3 separate regions of the Zea mays genome follow, and regions 2 and 3 are each linked to region 1. A link is a contact called in public Hi-C data. All regions are on one chromosome and are shown on one strand. The core of a region is the stretch at or near the end of the contact, and the rest is flanking DNA. Distances in the headings are between cores, read along the strand shown. Region 1 holds the start of LOC100285653. Region 2 holds the start of LOC541778 (CENPCB protein). Region 3 holds the start of LOC111589967.

Evidence for each region. A called contact is a pair of places that touch in the nucleus more often than the background predicts.
Region 2: a Hi-C map of tassel shows a contact between it and region 1, with 5 times the contacts expected there. The contact joins the promoter of LOC541778 here to the promoter of LOC100285653 in region 1. A contact is called at or near these places in 12 of 25 Hi-C or Micro-C datasets (bundle sheath, ear, endosperm and 6 more) and 1 of 3 datasets of contacts at active chromatin or transcription factors (leaf).
Region 3: a Hi-C map of leaf shows a contact between it and region 1, with 6 times the contacts expected there. The contact joins the promoter of LOC111589967 here to the promoter of LOC100285653 in region 1. A contact is called at or near these places in 2 of 25 Hi-C or Micro-C datasets (both in leaf).

What each region holds. Positions count from the first base shown.
Region 1 is chr8:147,708,426-147,711,858 of Zm-B73-REFERENCE-NAM-5.0, forward strand. It overlaps LOC100285653, which reads right to left and starts at 1,778. Exons shown (of 21, transcript NM_001158544.2): 1 at 1,425-1,778; 2 at 86-165. The coding sequence starts at 1,542.
Region 2 is chr8:147,929,790-147,933,222 of Zm-B73-REFERENCE-NAM-5.0, forward strand. LOC541778 (CENPCB protein) reads left to right here and starts at 1,574. Exons shown (of 14, transcript XM_008658427.3): 1 at 1,574-2,011; 2 at 3,194-3,378. The coding sequence starts at 1,886.
Region 3 is chr8:147,525,819-147,529,251 of Zm-B73-REFERENCE-NAM-5.0, forward strand. LOC111589967 reads right to left here and starts at 1,519. Exons shown (of 3, transcript XM_023300889.1): 1 at 1,305-1,519; 2 at 899-1,224; 3 at 188-684. The coding sequence starts at 1,519. The coding sequence ends at 188. LOC111589977 (a long non-coding RNA gene) reads left to right here and starts at 2,535. Exons shown (of 3, transcript XR_002749049.2): 1 at 2,535-2,692.

The sequences.
Region 1 (3,433 bases), core at 528-3,027:
GGCACAAAATAAGTACTTAAATTAGATGGGTTAACAAGTGCTGTGCCTAGCAAAATTTGACTTTGTGACATGTCAATATCAATACCTCGCCACCATCATCCAGTACGAACACTTCACCATGTTCGAATGGAGACATAGTCCCAGCATCAGTGTTAAGATAAGGATCTGCATATTCAGGTAATTCAATGAGAACATGTCAACCACATGAAGACGAACACAAGCAACTAAAGCATCAGTGCAAGCAATAGCTGGCTTGCCACCATAGATTTTACAATGGCAAAGGTCACAATCAAGGCACAAGGGCAACATTAGTACAAGAGTCACAAGGCAACAACAGCAAAAACAAAGGGTATAGGTGGGTACTGGATAAGAATAAGTATTGCCAATCAAAACATGTAACATTAGATTGAATTAAGTCAAAAGATACCGCAGTGCAGAGCTGGCATCCATAGGTTCGTGGCATGAAGATAACTAAATCAGCATTGGTGTCATGTGATATCTAAATCAGCAGCGGCAAGCCCTCTATAGCATAATATATCTGGAAGACAGAGACAAGCATAGGAGGTGAAACCTAGTCTTCTCCAACTACCTTGTTTCCATGGCCACAGCATCGAGAACCAAAAATTGTGCTCAACTAATGAGAGTCGAGGCAAATTTATGGGCATCCAAAAAAGGCAAATTTATTGTCCCAAACGTGAACATATTAAGCCATTTCTGTTAAAAATACTAAAGAGAACATATTGCCGGAGGCACTTGCCCAGGCATAAGCGCTGACGACCAACCAGTGAAGTAAAATAAACCACAATGTTCTAGAATATCAGGCAAATCATGAATAAACCACCATTGTTCAAACTCCAAAGATTTATGGCTTAAGCAGAACATTCCCTAAGACCACTACAAAGTCAAATGGAAGTGTCATCCCTCCATAAATATATTCTTCTCCTAAACAATATCAGGAGGAAGGGAAACCCCATTCGCACGAAGGATAACCCTGAGTAGGTGGCCACCCAACTATAAAGCAGTCTTTGAAGGAAAAGAACCACAACGTCTTTAAGTGGCAAGATTGGCAAACTTATCATGAAAATCAGAGACCAGTTTTGACAACATATCCTCCAAACCAAAGGCACCAACGAATACAACGGCAATAGCACTGAGCGGAAGGTTCAAAAGAGGGACTTTTCACCTAACTCGACCAGGAACCCGGGTCCTCCGCACACCAACCTCCACCCACAGTCCCCGCCACGAGTATCGCTCCAAAACCAAATCTTTTGCCGGCCCATGTTGCCGGAACGGATCGAAAGCTCAGAACCACCCCCAACCTTAGGTCGAATGACAACCCTAACGCGCCGTTCCAGGTTTTAAAACGGAAGGTACGCGCGGTTCGTTTAGGTAAGGAGGAGACGGCGGCGGCGGGGGACACGTACCAATCTTAATGGACGTAATGCGGAGGCCGCACGCCTTCAGGACGACGCCGATGCTGCTGGCTGTAACGCCCTTGCCCAGGCCGCTCACTACCCCGCCGGTGACAAGGACGTACTTCATTTCTCCTTGTCCGGGAATCTCGGGCCCGACAAATCCGCCGCCGCCGCCCCACCTCCTCAATCCCCTGACCGGAGCGACAGTTCGTGACAAGAAAACCGCGCGTTCGCACGGACACACGAGCTGGAGTCCTCGACGCGGGCGCTCGTGCGCGCGGGCAATGGAGGTTTTAGGAGGTGAGAGGGAAGAGAAGGGAGTGGAGAGACAATGGAGGCAAGGCGGCTGTGGGGATAGACGGAGGAGGGGTTTGGAAAGGGAGGGGGCCATTTATACGCCCAAATCCCTCAATTCAACATTTTTTCCAGACTTGCCTTTGTGAATCGTCTGGGCTTGGCCGCTTTAGGTTCAAAACTGCACACAGTCACACACAAACACGTAGATATATAGACACGCCATCAGCTATGCGTACATAGGTCTAGCAGTCTAGAGTGAAAACGAGCATATATGGATGGATAGATAGGCTCTGTTTGGCACAGCTGCTGCTTGTTGAAAAAGCTGCTTATCTGATAAGCTGGTAGAAAGCAGCTTCTGCTTGTTGGTTGCTTTTAGTTCATTTTGAGAAGCTGCTGAACTGATAAGCTGCTGCAGAAGTTGTCTGTTTGGCAGAACTTCTGCTTAAATTTGTGAAGAAACTGAAAATAAGCTGTGCCAAACAGGGCCATAGTAGATCATTCAAAATCATATCCTATCGTATTGTATTTTAATCGGATTCGGGATTAAATATAGATAGTTACATACGGAACATATATGGATTCATAGACCGGATATTTATTTGGTGAATAGGTGATTGATATAGATATTATTTGGTCCGATAACATGAATTGCTTATCGTTTGTTCCAATTTAGTTCGCGAACAAAACAATTATAGACGAGCATTGTATGGAACATAGTTCAACATAATAATATAGCAATAAATTTAGATCATACAATAGTCCAATAAAATTCAAACATGATGACAAGATTCGAATCACATAATAGTCTAATACAACAAAAGCTAGTTTTCAAATAGCATAAGATAGTCTAATACAACAAGAGATAGTTCAACACAATAGTTCAGGGAAGCTGTCATAAGCACTGATAGTCAAATTGGTAAACAACTTGTCACATATTGCTCCATTCTCTTTTCTCTTCTCACTCATTATAGTTTCCGTGAAGGTTGACATCATCGACTTCAATGGGAGTTTCCTCGCACATGTATCGATTTTGCTGGTGCTAATCCTATTATACTTATGATAACAAAGGTGATTGTTTTATACATCCACTTAGTTTTTCTACATTTTCCTGATCTTTTTTACCACTATCATCTATCAATTAAAGCTACTTATTTCCTATGTTGATCACTTTCCTAGAGACACTAACTTGAATTGGATAGGCGACCGGGTTGTTAAGTTAGTTGTCAAGAAGAAACTTAAGTAGGAACCTTTTCCTTGCCATTCCACAGTATATGGTACTTACATCGAATGATTTGCCCAATTTAAATTTTTGCAAATACAACATCCTTAGTGTCCATTTGACAAGCTCAAAGTCATTGGTCGGCATCACAGTGATTATATTAGAGATTCAATATGATAAGGTCAGCATTTATAAGTTCTATAGATCTTCACTTTCTCTGCTTGTTCTATATTTCACCATCCTGACTGATTTTTATCCTATTAGGGTCGAGATGTATATATATAATAGTAAGCACTCATCACTTCCATTAATGTGTTCTTCTGTAGATAGTAGCGAGGAAAAAAATAAGGGTGTAATTACTGTTCTAAGGGTGCAATTGTGATGAAAAAATGTTCTTCACCTACCAACGCGAGCCCCCGATAGGACCTCGTCGTTGACCCGGCCATGGTGTCTGTCACGCTCGTCACCTGCAGGGGCCTCTATCTAGGGCTCAACACTAGGG
Region 2 (3,433 bases), core at 324-2,823, 220 kb after region 1:
AGTTTGTATACTCCTATATTTGTATATCTTGTTCTAACCACTAATCAAGGGATCTAGTTGGGGGATAAAGTTTTAATTTTCAGGTTTCGCCTATCCACCCCCTCTAGGCGACTTTCAACGTTACTGTTCACGGAGTGGGTTGCAAGCGAGAGGAGGAAGAAGGGGTGGCGACTAGGGTTTGCCCTGCTCTATAGGGAAGCGGGCAATAATAATTGCTTTTGCTTTATTCCAAATAGAGGCATATATAGTTGTTTTTTAGTCTCTCATCTTATCTTATCTAACTAATTCATATCTAATAGATTCTCATCTTATCTTATCTAACTAACTCCTATCTAATAGCTTCTAATAGCTATCTCCTTATATAATGATAACTTGGCCCTTAAGCCTTCTGATCCTGACCCCAATGTCTCTTATAGTTGATGTCGATCATAACATCTCTCCATGTCTACAAAAACAACTCGTCCTCGAGTTGAAAGTTGGGGTAGAGGCGTCGAAAATTCATCCACCGGGAGTAGTCCCTGCCACAACGTCGTGGTTATGAGGACCTGTTGTAGCAAAGATATTGGTTGGGATATCATCGTTAATGAAGTCGGTCGACCCAAGTAGAAGAGGTGTTGAAAGATGTGGCCTCGGACGCACGACTCGTCATAGTTATAGCTGAGCCCTTGACGGTGCCACTCTTGCTGTTTGGTAGGGGAGAGACGACAGAACTGGCGAGCATGGCTGTCAGCTTCTACTGGGGTTGGCACGCCGCCTACGTGCTGGGGGCGGTTGCTGCAGCGCTCGAGTTTACACAGTCTGGCTCTAGCGCGGTGGGGAATTGGTGCCTCGCACCGCCGAGGCTAGTGGTGACGCAGCTGAGCGGGTCTCGAAGGCCCAGGCCTAGTACATGGCCGACTGGAGGTCCCATGGCTCGTGAAGCTGAGAGCACCTAGAGAGGGGGTGAATAGATGATCTTGGAAATTTTGCTCAACCCAACACAAACTTGGTCTATAATATGTGTTAGAGTAAATAAACCCATGTTTGAGAGTAGGGAGAGAGGAGATGAGAACTATTCACTTGATTGCTCTCTTGAGATGAGTATTAAACTAAGATAAATAATTTTGACAAAAAACTTAATATTTCTATTAAGTTAGTAGAACTATGTAATGACTATATCGTTAAAAGATCTTTTTGTTATAAGGAGAAAACATATAACTAGCTCCACACAGAGTTTGTAAGTTCAGCTCATTGTCTAATTTTCATAGCAAAAGTAAAATTACACCATATAGTCTATTTTAAATCTAAAAAATATTTAACTAGCGTTATCTCTAACTTTGCGTTATTTATCAAGTACATAAAAATATAGAATGAAATACAGTTTTAATTAATATATGTGTCTTTTCGTACCTTTATATAGACCATTTCGTGCCTGCCTTAAATGAGTCATACCTTGCTCGTCCGTGAGCCATGATCTCGACCCAAGTCTGGTTCGATATATCGGGCCCAGCCGGCTCGACGCTAAATTATTTTGAGCCATGTTGCATCTGGATCGTGTGTTTTTTTTCTTTTTCGGACCAACCTATTAGAATGTACACCTCTAGCGACTGTACTTGAATGGAGGGGGGTTGTTTTGCCGGCGGCAATATGTGAAAAGTTTGGGCACGAACCAAAGTACCAACACAGTCCAACACAGTCTGAGCTGCCTCTATGGAACAGTCACTCACTCGGGAGTCACTCTCCCGTCCTGATGCCCCGTTTCAATTTTTGAACTCCCGATCTGGCAATCCCCACCCACGCTCCCGAGCAACTTTCTACTCACTCCGGCGTCGCTTCGAATCCCAGCGCGGCGGCGTGACGCGTGAATGCGTGATCGACGCGCGGCGCTGCTCCTCCGGGAAACCGCATGGACGCCGCCGACCCTCTCTGCGCCATCACCTCGCCTGCGCGGCTCCTTCCGCGGACCCTTGGCCCCACCCCCTCGAAGGTCCGCGGTGCGCTCCTCGAGGCCATCGCACTCGCCCGGTCGCGGGTACGTGCACTCGCCCTTTGAGGCATGATACCCAGGCTCGAATCGCCGCCACGCGTGCTTGGGGTTGCCTGACAAGGAGGTCCATCTCGATAGTCGCTAGGGGTATAGGGTTCTGCGTTCATTTTTCCATTTAGAGCTTGAGTCGTTGCCCCCTTTCTAGGTCTATTAGAGCATCTCCAACGAAGGCTGCCTCAAATTGAAATATAGAACTCTACACGGTAAAAATTACTCCAACAATGTCGTATTTTATAAAATTTTGTCAAAAAAATATAGGAGACTCTCTCAAGTGCCTCAAATATACTACACTGTAATGGACTGTTCTATAATCTAGATTTGGTGGGCTACCCTATAATCTAGATTTAGGGTTTTAATGTTAGACCGGAATATTTTGTTGGTACCTGTTGAGTACCAAAATGTCCAGGCGGACGGTCCGGCCCTGAGGCCGAACGGTCCGCGGTAGCGGCGTGGACCGTCCGCGCGTGCGCAGAATCAGTTAGGATTCTGGATTTCTTGCGGGATTAACTCGAAGGCCGACTTATAACGGGTCCAGACCTCCCCTTTATATAGATGAAGGGCTATGACCGATTGAACCCCCCACAATCGATACAATCAAATCTACTTATCAATTTTACCTTATTTGTATCGTTCTTCCAATTCCTAGGAGTAGCAGTAATTTAGCCTTATGTTTAGATCTAATTTAGTCTTCCACGACAATCTCTCTTCGACTCTACGCCGATTAGAGGAGCACCGGGTGGCCTGCCGACCCGGAGCAACACCTAGGAACTCTCCCCCTCGACAGGATCTCTCCCGGAGCGAGCTTTAGGGTTCTTCGCGGAGAAGAAGACCCTCCGCGCTATCACGGATCGTCCGGCCCCAGGCGCGGACCGTCCGAAAGCGTGCAGAGGAGGAGCCGCTCCTGCCCCAGGTCGCGGACCGTCCGCGCCTCCGTAGAGAGCACCGCCAGGTGGTTCGTTCCAGTGTTTGGGACCAAGATCGGCGCCAACAGTGCCCTAAATCATATAAAATATACCCATTTTTAAATTATAGGGCATTTTTATAGGACATGTTGGAGATGCTCTTAGAGGGAAATACAGGAATACCTCATCACGCCAAGCAGGATAAACATTGTATTACTCGGATTGCTTGAGTGCTAACTTCAGAATGTCACAACATTCCTTGTAGAAAGGGTCTGAGGAGCTGGTTAAGCAGGCTGCAATGGTGCTGAAGGAGCACGGGGACATCCAGACTCTCTACCATGATGATGCAATGAAAGCCATGCCCCCCACAAATGTCAGCAAAGGGCAACAGGGAAGAAGGGCAGCACTGGATCGCAAACGGGCTCGGTTCACTATGAAGGACACTGGAAGGCAAGCTGTTCGCTAGGCTGTTATCTTCCTATAGAACTCCAGGAGCAGTGTGAGC
Region 3 (3,433 bases), core at 269-2,768, 180 kb before region 1:
TGGCCTGTGCAAGTGACAACAGTTATGTAGTGATGGTTCACCTGTTCGAAGTTTCAAGTGGTAGCATCTGTTTTGTGCATGGGCTTTGTTTGGGACATAGTGAACCTGTTCGAAGCAGTATTCACTATTATGCTAAGGCACACTGATTAATAAATCCTAGTTACAATAAAAAAAATTAAAATGTTACTCAATATGTATCTGGCTTATGCTGTCTGAGGTGCTCCACTAAATCTTCTTGTAATTGATGATGAACTTCATTGTCTCTTATATTCTTGTGTATCTCGATAAATTCCATAAGGTCAGGTGTCGCAAAATGAGAAGGTTGAACATTGTGTTCTAGGGAATCAAATCGTTCTTCTGGATCGACATCTCCCTCATCTTCAATAATCATGTTATGCATGATTACACGGGACTTCATTATGTATGCCAATGCCTCCATGTCCCATAAACGAGCAGGTCCTCGAACAATGGCGAAGCGAGCTTGTAGGACTCCAAAGGCTCGTTCAACATCCTTTCTTACTGCCTCCTGTGCTTTTGCAAAATATTTATTCTTATTTCCTTGTGGTTGTGATATAGTCTTTACAAATGTGGCCCATGATGGGTATATACCATCTGCAAGATAATACCCCATTTTGTAAGCATGACCATTTATGTTATAATTCACTTCTAGCGCTTGACCTTCAGCTAAGTTTGCAAATAGTGGAGAGCGTTATAGAACATTGATATCATTGTGAGATCCGGGTAAACCAAAAAAAGGTGTGCCAAATCCAGAGATCTTTAGATGCGACCGCTTCTAAGATAATTGTAGGTTCTCAAACGTGACCAGAAAACATACCATGATGTGTTGTTGGGCAGTTCTTCCACTTCCAATGCATGCAATCTATGGAGCCCAGCATACCAGGAAAACATCTCCCCACTCCAATCTCTAGTAAGCGACTTGTGTCATTCTGATTAGGTGATCTCAAGTACTCATTTTCAAAAATTTCGACCACTGCCTTAACAAAATTTCTCAGACTCTCGATAGCGGTACTTTCTCCAATACAAATGTACTCATCAGTGGCATCAACGGCTACCCCATTAGTAAGCATACGAAATGCAGCAGTTACCTTTTGTAAACAACTCAAACCAAGTACATTAGCTGCATTTCTTTTCTGTACGAAGTAATTATCATGATTTTGTATTGCATTCATAATGCGCAAGAATAGTGGACGACTCATTCTAAACCTGCACATTGGATAACAAAATTATACAATATATAATATATGACATGATGGTAACACAATAAGTTGGTATTTTGTATAAACCTTCGTTTGAAGAATTCTGGTCCATACATAGGATCATCTGAGAAGTAATTTTCATATAATCTTTGGTGTGCAGCTTCTCCCTTACAATGAACAACTTTATGGCCGATGACAGAACCACCATGCTTTGGTTCATTATTATGTTCTTTTAAAACTTGTGCTATGGTTATAAAAAACTCATAATCTAATTGTTGTTGCAATAGAGATCGCCGACTCATCCTATCAAAATTATTAAAACCGTTTTTTAATCACCATAAGGGCTATTTACCAATCGGTATATTTAATTCATATGCGCCAATCAATAAACTTCAAAGGCCCTAGTGATGGCACGATGTGCAATCAATATACTTGAATTATTAAAGCAAAATTTTATTAAAGTACCTGGAATTCAGCCAGTAGAGGAAATTCACAAGCGCGGTGGAGGAATCTTCTACCGCGTTACAGGAAATCTTCTCCGCTGTAGAACTAGGCGGCGCCGGCGCATGCAAAAGAAAACAATCAGAATTTGCATCAATGGATTGACCGCATATAGGCTGACCATGTCGTGGGCTTTGAACTATGGGCTCAACAAGGCGTGAGATGTGAATGAATATGGCCCATAAACAAATATGGGCTGAACAGATCATGGCCTATGTAAAAGTTTACGTCTATATTTAGGTGTATTGTTGGACATAACACATAAACCGTACGCTCAAATAGTTTTTAGACTGCTATCAAAACTACTTTTTGGGGATATTTTTTTAGGAATCTCTTGGAGATGCTCTGAGTCCATGTATTCTAAACTTCACTTTATCCTCTGTAAACAGTATAAACAATATTATCTATAATTCAGTATCCCCTGTTTTAAGATACCTGTTAGAGACGGTCTAAGAAGAAGCGCAGAATACTTTAAAAATTTGAGAGAATATGTGAGGGTGTCAATATTTATCCCAACAGGTGTTCTTTTGTGTGCTTATAAGTTAGGATTTGGTTTGGTGCGCAATACAGAAGAAAAGATTCAAACTTTTCTCTGTCTGGGCTCGTTGGATTGTCCCGTGTGCATTAGACAATGCACTGTGCACTGTTCGGTGCTCAGGCTTAGTGTTGGTTTGCAACTACCTCTATGCAGGTTGTCTGGTGCGCACCAGACAGTCTATTGTTGCCTGTCTGGTGTACCCATAACCGTTGTTTCTAATTTTTCTCTCGCTCAGGCCCAGTCTCCATTTTCTTTTCATCGCTTCATCTTCCTCGTGTGTGCTCCTCCTTTCTTCTCCGCGCTGCCGCTTGAGCCTCTCCTTACCGGTGGCGCCGCCTCTCCTCTCTTGTCGAGTTGTTGTCCAACTCACCACCAGCGACCCACCCTCCTATCATCTAGCATTCTCATCACTTGCTCCTCCTCCTTTTCTTCTCTGGTAAGTTTCTCAGCTGATGTGCTCTCTCCTTGTTCTTCGGTGTATTCGATCCCTTGGGAAATCTGAGATCTCTTGTTGAATGGATGTGCAAAACCTCACTTGTTTGTGTCCTTGTCAGCATCTCCTTGCAGGATCTTTGTCCCTACGAGGGTTTCCATACATGAAAGTGTCCTTTTCTCCACCTCTTCCAGCCATGCACTCCAATTATTCGCTAAAATGCCCAAACCAGCTCTCCAATTTAAAACAACAATTATTCCTTTTAAATGCCTTTTATTCTCTTGTCTTTACCTCTATGTACCTATTATCTACCATGTTAACCCACTTTGCCCCTGGTTCTATTTCACTTTCACCATATGTCATTCATACTCCTCAAGCGTCCCCCCTTCTTATATTCATCCTCACTCATCCATTGCTCCACATGTCCCACCATATGTAGTAACCAATGTACCAAACACCCTACTCAAAGTCCAATTATTAACTCCCTCATATGTCTCACATGCCTCCCGTTCATGTCATTCTAACCCAAATGCCTATCTTTTCACACTCCATATCCCACCTTCATGCCTCCACCAGCAATTAAATTTTAAAATGAGATTCCATCTAGTCACTAGAGCATGTCATAAGTATCATCATCTTTAACTCCTATCTATGCTCCAAACTCTAAACCAGCTCTTGACAGACAAATGCCCCATCTATCCCTTATGCCTCTAATTTGGAGTATCTCCATGTGTTGTGTATATG